Regions from separate parts of the Mus musculus genome. Here all the other regions are linked to region 1. A link is a contact called in public Hi-C and HiChIP or PLAC-seq data. All regions are on one chromosome and are shown on one strand. Each heading gives the region's core, a stretch centred on a gene start, on an enhancer-like site or on the middle of the called end of the contact. The rest is flanking DNA. Distances are from core to core; before and after follow the strand shown.

The links. Hi-C and Micro-C count contacts between places; a contact is called where the count stands out from the background. HiChIP or PLAC-seq counts read pairs in DNA pulled down with a chosen protein or histone mark.
Region 2: a contact with region 1 is called in a Hi-C map of stem cell-derived neural stem cells, with 4 times the contacts expected there. The contact joins two enhancer-like sites. A contact is called at or near these places in 5 of 39 promoter capture datasets (cranial neural crest, embryonic stem cells, frontonasal cranial neural crest and 2 more), 81 of 484 Hi-C or Micro-C datasets (the AML12 cell line, B cells, the BV-2 cell line and 42 more), 6 of 115 datasets of contacts at active chromatin or transcription factors (bone marrow-derived dendritic cells, embryonic basal ganglia, embryonic stem cells and 2 more) and 1 of 9 other capture datasets (embryonic stem cells).
Region 3: an Esrrb HiChIP or PLAC-seq map of embryonic stem cells shows a contact between it and region 1, with 7 times the contacts expected there. The contact joins two enhancer-like sites. A contact is called at or near these places in 1 of 484 Hi-C or Micro-C datasets (forebrain) and 3 of 115 datasets of contacts at active chromatin or transcription factors (embryonic stem cells and pancreatic cancer cells).

Annotation. Positions count from the first base shown.
Region 1 is chr10:69,857,539-69,860,430 of GRCm38.p6, reverse strand. The region is part of intron 8 of Ank3 (ankyrin 3, epithelial); the gene reads right to left. Among named protein-coding and RNA genes, the nearest start is that of Gm33416, 7.4 kb to the left of the region's middle. Within about 2 kb of position 1,365, at least 57 of the 459 cell types and tissues checked have an H3K27ac peak or open chromatin away from gene starts, as enhancers often do. A contact at or near this core is called in the N1E-115 cell line, brain, cerebellum and 3 more, where this site is marked.
Region 2 is chr10:70,295,541-70,298,432 of GRCm38.p6, reverse strand. The region is part of intron 2 of Gm40687 (a long non-coding RNA gene); the gene reads right to left. Among named protein-coding and RNA genes, the nearest start is that of Gm33704, 3.6 kb to the right of the region's middle. Within about 2 kb of position 1,447, at least 37 of the 459 cell types and tissues checked have an H3K27ac peak or open chromatin away from gene starts, as enhancers often do. A contact at or near this core is called in the N1E-115 cell line, brain, cerebellum and 1 more, where this site is marked.
Region 3 is chr10:69,572,904-69,575,795 of GRCm38.p6, reverse strand. The region is part of intron 1 of Ank3 (ankyrin 3, epithelial); the gene reads right to left. Among named protein-coding and RNA genes, the nearest start is that of Gm33464, 11 kb to the right of the region's middle. Within about 2 kb of position 1,530, at least 41 of the 459 cell types and tissues checked have an H3K27ac peak or open chromatin away from gene starts, as enhancers often do. A contact at or near this core is called in embryonic stem cells and forebrain, where this site is marked.

The sequences.
Region 1 (2,892 bases), core at 116-2,615:
AGTGCTTGTTAGTTTGTTTTTGAGTCAATGTATTGGGTAGTTAAGTCTGACCTCTAACCTGCTATGAGGGTGGAAGAATGACCTTGAACTTCTAACCCTCCTGTACTGAGATTATCATGACAACACATCCCTTCTGTGTGATGCTGGGATCTAACTCAGGGCTTTTATAAATACCAGGCAAGATTCTACTAACTGAGCCACATCACCTGAGTTCACACTAATCATTATGCAAGTATTTCCTAGTTGGATGATCATGATTGAAAAAGGATGTTTCCGCTCTGCCCTCCTTCGTTTGTGTGTGCGTGTTTGTGTCATGGAATGCATGTGCGGAGGTCAGAGGACAACTTCAGGAGCTGGCTCTCTCCTTCTACCGTGTGGGTCCTGGGGACCAAATGTAGGTCGCCAGGCTTGGCTGCAAGCTGCTCTCCCTGCTGAGTCATCTCACAGGTCTTGCTTCGTCTTTTGCTTTGGATTCATTTTATTAAATGCTGAAACACTATTGAAATATCTCATCCTTTAAAAACAACTACAAAACAAAACAAAAAAATCAAAACAAAAACAACAACAACAAAAAAAAACCCACCCCAAATCCCAACCCTCTGAAATTCTCACTGGAGGAAGTTGTTGGTCAATTAGATTGGAAAGCATGACTCAATCAGCTAACTCTCAGAATTTGCTCTAATAAGATTTTCCTTTCTTGTAAACCCGGATACTGCAAGCTTATAAAAGAGCTTTTATGGATAACGTGCTTGCCAACAAAACACTTGCATATTCCTCACTTTCAAATTACACAAATGTTGCTGGATCCTGTTTGTTTGTTTGTTACAAGAATTCTTTTTTTTTTTTTTTAAACCAACCCCTGCAAACTTGCAATGTATGTATGTAAAGTGTCAATTACAAGGAAGGAGTCCTGGACCAAAAAGAAAAAAAAAATGCTGTTCTCCAACCTCATGTAACATTAACGCCCATCTGACAGATTCTTGGCACAGGCAACTTTGGGGGAGGTGAGGGAGCCCACTTCCATACCACACATATATAACAGACTAGACAGGATCGAGTGGGAAGCTGAGTTGCCATGGTGACATTATGGCAGGAAATGGAATTGCGAAGGGTTGGCAATTTTCTTTCCAATCCCCTAGATTTTTTTTTTTTAAAGCATTAATGTAATGAATGGGTTTCCCTTGGGCAGACTTTTGAATTGCCCATACAGGCTGGCCCTGGGCTTCTATTTCATTTTGGTGACAGTAATCTTGTAAGTGAGGGGGGGAGCTTCGTGCTGCTGGCTGGAAAGAATGCTCTCTCCTGTTATGCAAAGAGCCAAGCCTTATGTACACAGAGACCCAAAAGACCTTCCTTCAGTCTGACCTTTGTGCACAGTACAGAGCAGGACTTGGACCAGAAAGCTAGGGACAGTAGGGTGTCACACCAGAGAATGTTATCTAGAACAGACCCTTACCATCTGGACACTGCACAAAGCCAAGACTAGAGGGATATGCATTCATGGTTGGGAGAGGAATTTCCAGAAGTAATGTGCTGATTTTGGTTTGTGTCCACTCCGCTCACCTCTTTCTTTCCTAAGCATCCCCCCTCCCCATTCTAGAGATGGAGAAGGAGGTAAAGCCGGGGAAACTCGGGGATGCTCTGAATGTAAAGTAGATGGTTATATTCAAACAGTGGAGAACAGAAAAGAAACAAGCAACAATGCACCCAAGAAGGGCTGGTACGGCAGTCAAGACACACCAACGAACAGTGATTAGAGTTTAACAGAAAACAGAAAAGCTCATTCTTTATGTTGGCATTTCCACCCACTCAAACCTTGACTGGCCCTTGCTTTAAATCATAGGCAGTTGTAGAGTTAACCCAAGAGAAAATGGAGCCGTTTTTAATGTCCTCTGTTACATGAGCTTTATACTTGGGGTCTTATTTTATTTGGACCACTGTTCCATGGGAGAGGTCTTAGGGGCTCTATTTATAGATCAGAAAACTGCTCTGGGGGGTTGATGCAACTATCCAAGGTCGCACAGGAAGCCAAGGGTCGCAATGAGAGTTCACGTGTAGACTTGTCTCTGAAACACTGGGCTTCATCTACTACGACAAATACTAATCCATACACACATCCAGTACTCTTTTCCAATCAAGACTTCATTTCTGACATTATATATGGACGTAGACTCTCTTCCTTCTCTTCCTGATTGTGCCACTGTTCAGGCGCTGTTCATGCAATTAAAATGAAAATAGGAACTGGTGAGATGACTCAGCATGTAAAGGCGCAACCTGTCACCTGACCCTCCCCCCCGCCCCCACACTATAGCCCGTGTACCTACATGCACGCATATGCAAACCTAAAAGAATATATATATATATACACACACACACATATATATATATATATATATATATATATATATATATATATATATATATATATATATAAAAGGTGAAGGAAAAGAATGTGAAACCCTCTGGCCTTTCTCTACTCATAAACTGCAGTTTTTGGAGAGAATACAACCTTATATTATTTGATGTTTCTATCCTGGTTTAGTGGGTTTTGTGTCTCTTGTTTTGCTTCAGATTGAGTGTTGTTTAGAAGGTTAAGCTAAAAGAATGCTCATCAATACATCCATTCATTCATTATTTACCTATCATCTACCTGTATTCTTTCTCTTTCTCCAGTCTCCTCATCTGATTTTTTAGCTAAAGCTCTTGATGGTTGTGACTGTCTGAAGACTATAATATATACCCTACATGATCATAACCCAACTATCATTGGTTATATATCAATGTCAATCTTATGAATGTTATGTGTTGAAGTAATATCATACTTAACTTTATGAATAACATGAGAATTCTGTAATATAATTCCATTCATTCTATTTGGTTTGATTTGGGGGT
Region 2 (2,892 bases), core at 198-2,697, 440 kb before region 1:
TTCAGAAGCTCAATACCTTCTTCCCATAAACCTCTAGCCTCTGCCCCTCAGACATACGTACGTGTGTAGACGTATAGATGTGTAAAGCTACAGATGGTGCACAGACATCCGACCTCCTGAAGTGCCTCACGCTGACACACCCTCGCGGAGAAAGGACCAAATTCCGTCACTGGCTCCCATTGATGAACATCTCCCATAGAACCCACATAATGAGAACTTTTATGCTAAGGTTGGGATGTCAGGTAAAAGCTTAAATTGTTTCCCTACAAAATTGGACTTTAAAGGCTTTTGATGCCTTAACGGAAATGAAAAATACACTTAGGAACTCTAAGTGCTGGGGCCACCGGGTGGGAAGGACTTTGTATTTCTGAGGTACTCTATTTAGCAAGGCCTCCCAAAGCCACCGTGGCCATGGGGAAACTTCTGCTCTGGCAGCCATAAGCCTCAGTAAAAACTTGAAGCAAAGAGCAGACTCAGCTTCATGGGGTCATCTCTCCTGCAAGACCCGGCAAAGTCAGGGTCTGGGGCTGATTTTATTTCCAGTCTGAAATTGCAGGTGGCTTATGACTCAGGGGACAGGGGTGTGCAGCATACAGAAAAATCATTGAGGGAGAAGGAGGGGGCATGTGTTGCCCAGCTCTGTTGATGAAAACCACTGTTCCTGTCCCTTGTTGGAACATGATTGAGGAACCTTCTGTGTGTTCACACGTTGTCCCCATGCATAGAAGCCAGAGGAAAACTTGGGGTGTCATTACACAAGCGCCATCCATCCACCTTGTCTTCAGAGACAGGTCTCTCCTTGGCCCGGAACTCACCAAGTAAACTAGAGTGGCTGGCCAGCCAGTGGAATCGGCTTGTCTAAACCAACCCAGAGTTGGGACACCGATCCCCTGTGTGAGTTCTGTGGTTCAAACTCAGGCCCCCCAGCTGCAAGGCAAGTACTTGACTGACTGAGCCATCTCCCTAGCCCTCACACTCCTTCCTTGATACAGGGATTTCCAAGCATATAAGGCTTGGAATAAGACAATATTATTGTATTGTCAAGCATAGTAGGCTGCAACCAGCCTTATCAGACTTTATTATCTTTACATATTTGCTTATTTTTGTTGCTTGTTTGTTTTGGACTGGTCATGGCCAGAGCTAACTCCAATGGACAGACCACATACATTTAGGCTTAGGACAGGATTCTGTCTAAACGACAGAGGAGCAGCCTGGAATTTATGCTTCCTCTTTGTTCCGGCTGTAGTCACTACAGCGACTGAACTCTCCGCAGGCAGCTCGACCCCTAGGAGACGGTGCATATTCAGTAACAAATCTCATTTCCTCTCAGACTAAAGGCGATTACAAAAGCCAGCTGGTCCTTCCAGGCTGTTCTGCTAGGTGAGACCTAGATGCGGGAGGCCATTTTCGGATTTTTCACAAGTACCACAAGGTGGCGCAAGAGTACAGGGAATAACTCTTATGCATGCAGGGCTCGCCCTATGGAGAAGACCGAAGGCAAAGAAGCCCCCATCTCAGGTGGCTCGAAAAGAGGCCTGGGTAAGGCCTCAGCTCACTACGCATCTCCACCTATCCTCAGGAACCCAATGGCGCCTGTGTTCAGGAGCTCAAGGGTGCAAGTAAACTATGCCTGAGTCTTCAAGGAAGCTTTAAAGAGGGGTAAGGCTCAGCTTCCATGGCCAAGGCAGGGCTAACAGGCCAGGTAACTAATATAATTGCACCGGGAGCTGAGCCAGCTAATATGATTTTGGCACAACCTGCACACGTTAAAGGCTGGGAAGGTTGACAGAGGAGTGGGGGTGGGGCGGGAGTTGGGGGGCGGGGCACCAAATCCCCAGAAAGCTGGGAAGGGAGGGAGGGAGGGAGGGAGGGAGGGAGCGAGCCTTCCTCATAGGCCTGTGGGGAGGGGTCACCACATGTGGCCTCTCTGTGCTCTCTGGATTTTGAGATAGACTTTTAAAAAGTCAAAGTCTCTCATTAATCATCAATCTCATTAATTAGTCATATACTGATTACATGTTTAGCATTTTGTGCCTCTCAAGCAAGATGAAACAGCAAAATTAATTTCTCCTGTTTCTTTTCTTCTAAGAAAATGTCTCGCTGTATATTTGGTACATGTACCTTCTTCAGATGCTGCCATTCAATGGTGCTTGAGAAATACTGAAGTGCTTCTGGTCCACTGAGGAAAAATAGAGTCTTTAGTCCCTCGGCTCCCGTGTCCCGACTGCCTGCCTGAAGTCCTATCCAGTTAGGCTGGGGGCCTCTTGGTTCCCTGTGCCCATTCCAAGGTGCCCACAATGTCCTGGACCCCAAAGAGGTTGACATTCTTTTTATTGGGGGGGGGGGGTTCAAGACAGGGTTTCTCTGTATAGCCCTGGCTGTCCTGGAGCTCACTTTGTAGACCAGGCTGGCCTCGAACTCAGAAATCTGCCTGCCTTAACTCCCAAGTGCTGGAATTAAAGGCATGCGCCACCATGCCCTGCTGAGGTTGACATTCTTGGTGGTAGCAGCAGAGCCCTGAAGATAAATGTCAGGCTCTTGCTTGGGACGCCTTCCTTAACCTCCGAGGCTGCTGCAGAGGGAGTCGTCAGCTTTTCCTTGCTGGGATGAGATTCCTGAGAGAAATGATTTGGTAGCCTAACAGTTTCAGTGCCCTTGGCACCCTCCCTCAGACTACACAGGACACCCCTGGAGTGCACACTGCATTCTGGGACTCCACACAAAGCCCACCTCCAGTCCCAGCCTCTGCCTGGCACCTTGGACTCCTGGACTCTGCTAACCTCTCAAATTCAGAATGGCTTTCTCCAAGGAATACTGAGATGAGTGTCCTGGTCCTCGGGTTCCCCACCAGCAGCAACACCTTCAGGTTAGGCTACAGAATGCAGAAACGGT
Region 3 (2,892 bases), core at 281-2,780, 280 kb after region 1:
GAATAAAAGAGTAAGAGGGTCAGAAAGTAAGGGAGTGAGAAGGGGGTGAGTAGCCCCTTTTATAGTATGTCAGGCACACCTGGCTGTTGCCAGGTAACGGTGGGGTGGGGTGGATCCTAGAAGGAATGCTAACAAGATCTGCCTGTTTAAACTGGTCCACGAAAGGAGGCTCCCGAATAGGACATCTGTGTCTCATACATTGTGGCCATTGGGATGATGGTGGGAACCAAAGGATGGGGAGGAGGGCTCTGGGTAGGTTTCTCTGGAGATGGGACCTCTGGTGAGAGATCCTTAGCACCGGGCAGCTGTCAATGCCTTCCTGAGGAAATCAATTCTTGACCCCATTGTTTTTAGTGCAGGATAAAATTGTCATGAGCTGGGCTGGCTTATGTCTAGAGGATAATCGTTTTACATCTTCCTCAAATATTTTATTTATTTTGCATGTAAGGCCATGTGGTCAAAGGTGGACGTGTATGAGAATCAGAGCCTCAATACAATCCCCCTAGTGATGACGTTTGTGAGAGAACTAGAGATTTTAGGGTTTCCTCAAACTGGGAGGGGGGTCCTTTAACCACACAATTCCCTCCTCATACACAAACGAATAATAACACAATCTGGGTGCAGCAGAGCAGACAGAAGCTCTGGGGCGGGTGAAGAGGGGAGGGGCCTTGCCAATCATTGCACACTGGGCCAAATGCGTTCCCAGCTCAGCAAAACTACAAAGTCCTTTGGAACGCTCGGTGTGTGTGTGTGTGTGTGTGTGTGTGTGTGTCTGTGTGTGTCTGTGTGTGTGTGTTTTAGTTGATTCAGTGCTGTGCAAAAAATGTTAGCACTCAAGGAAAAAGGTGATCTACCGTAATGGAGGGCAGTGCGTTAAATCCACACCAGCCTAAACCTCCGCAGGTATATATGTTTCCATTCCTCAGAGCTTGCTAGTGCTACCTGAGAGACTGGTGTTTTTTTATGTAAATAAAAACCATTAGTATATGTAAAAAACAAAACAAAACAAAACAAAAAAAACCCTGCAATTACACAAATCACAGCCACGAGCCAACCATATCAGTTAATGACAGCTTTCTGTCTTGTATATGGGAAAAGGCTTGTGTTTGAGGTGGTACCTTGTGACAAAAAAAAAAAAAAAAAAAAAATAGCAGAGAGACTCCTCCCTAGCCTTCCAGTGGGAACCATACAAAGCAGTCTGGTGGATGGTGGGGGAAATCTCAAGCAGCCTCCTGCTGCGAAGCCTGCTTAGCTACTCAAAACCAAACCCAATCTTATCACAGCAGGTCGGTCTTCAAGCGGCGGCTGAGAACTAGCTGGGCTCAGCAGCCTGGGCTCCAGGACTACTCCCCAGAGATGTGGTTCATTAAGCTATTGAGCAGGTCTTCATAGGCTAGTAGATGTTAACCAGAAGTTTGCGGAAGGTTTAAAAGGCATCAATTCTTTATTGAGCTCACGTTTCCAGATACTCCCCAAGTTGTTGTCTGAACCACGGGATTTAGCCCAGATTGCTGTCATTCTAGGCTCCGCCCCACAGTTACCTGGCAACAGCCCGGTGTGCCTGACTCGCTGTAAAAGGGGCTGCTTGCCGCCTTCTCCCTCTCTTCTCTTTCTCCCTCCTCTTGCCCTCTTCTTCCTCTGTCTCTTTTCTTCCTATTTCCTCCCCCCGTTCTCTTCAAGTGCCCATGCCGGCCTTCTCTCTCTCTCTCTCTCTCTCTCTCTCTCTCTCTCTCTCTCTCTCTCTCTCTCTCTCTCTCTCTCTCTCTCTCCCTGCCTATCTGTCTCAACTCCCCTCCCCATGTCCTAAATAAGCTCTATCCTATCCTATACTTTCATGTGGCTGGTCCCTCAGGGGGAAGGGATGCCTCAGCATGGGGCCACAGAGGCACTCCCTTCCCTCACACCTTACTGCACCTGCACCAAACATATCCCTGGCCTTTCTTTTCTTTTTATATAAACACAACATCTCTGTCTCTGTCTCTCTCATGATACGATTTCAAGTATCCTAGACTTTATAGGTAGCAAAGGGTGACTTTGAACTTCTGATCTGCTGATCAGTACCTTTGCAGTTCTGAGAGTAGAAGGGCTTGTGCCCCACCCCACCCCACCCCACCCCACCCCACCCCGAGCCTGGCTTATACAGTGTGGGGACTGAGCAGAGGGCTTCATAAAGGCTTGCAAGCATTTTCTTAAATGAGCCACACCCCCTTCTTGGTTCCCTTCCCCCAAATCACCTCTCCCTCCTCAAGGAAAAGGTAAAACTGTAGGTCTGCCCCAGTCCCTTCTTTGTTCACCTTGATACTTGATGGATGGAAACAATATGCCAGCCATTGTAGGGTTGCCTCCGCCCATGGACCAATATTGTCCCCGAGAGGGACAATCCCTGTCTCTCCTCCACCCGAGGATGTGAGATGTAGAATAGAAAACACTCTGCCTAGCCAAGTAAAGAAAACAACAGGCAGCCAAGCAATTACAGCCTCCTCGTATTATCACTAAGTAGAGTGGAGGGCACAGTGTTAACAATGGGCTCCTGCGCTCTGTTATTCCCACCGCATGTGGCTAATCAGTATTTGCAGTTTATCCAATGGAACAGAGATGGCCCATGGGGGTAAATGGAGCTTCTGGAAGCTTCTGCAGGAAGAGATGGCTGAATCTGTTGAAACTGCCAGATCCTGAATTTCAGATAAATGTATTTATTTCTTTTGCCATTGTCGAAATAGAGACAGGAAGGAACCTGGTCTTCCCTATCCGAATTTGGCTCCTTTATCTCCTTGCTTTAATATCTGTGTTGTGTTTTATTAAAAAAAAGAAGAGCAAAAAAAAAAAAAAAAGGCCAGGGATATGTTTGGTGGAGGCACAGTATGGTGTGGGAGAAAGGGGTGCCTCTGTGGG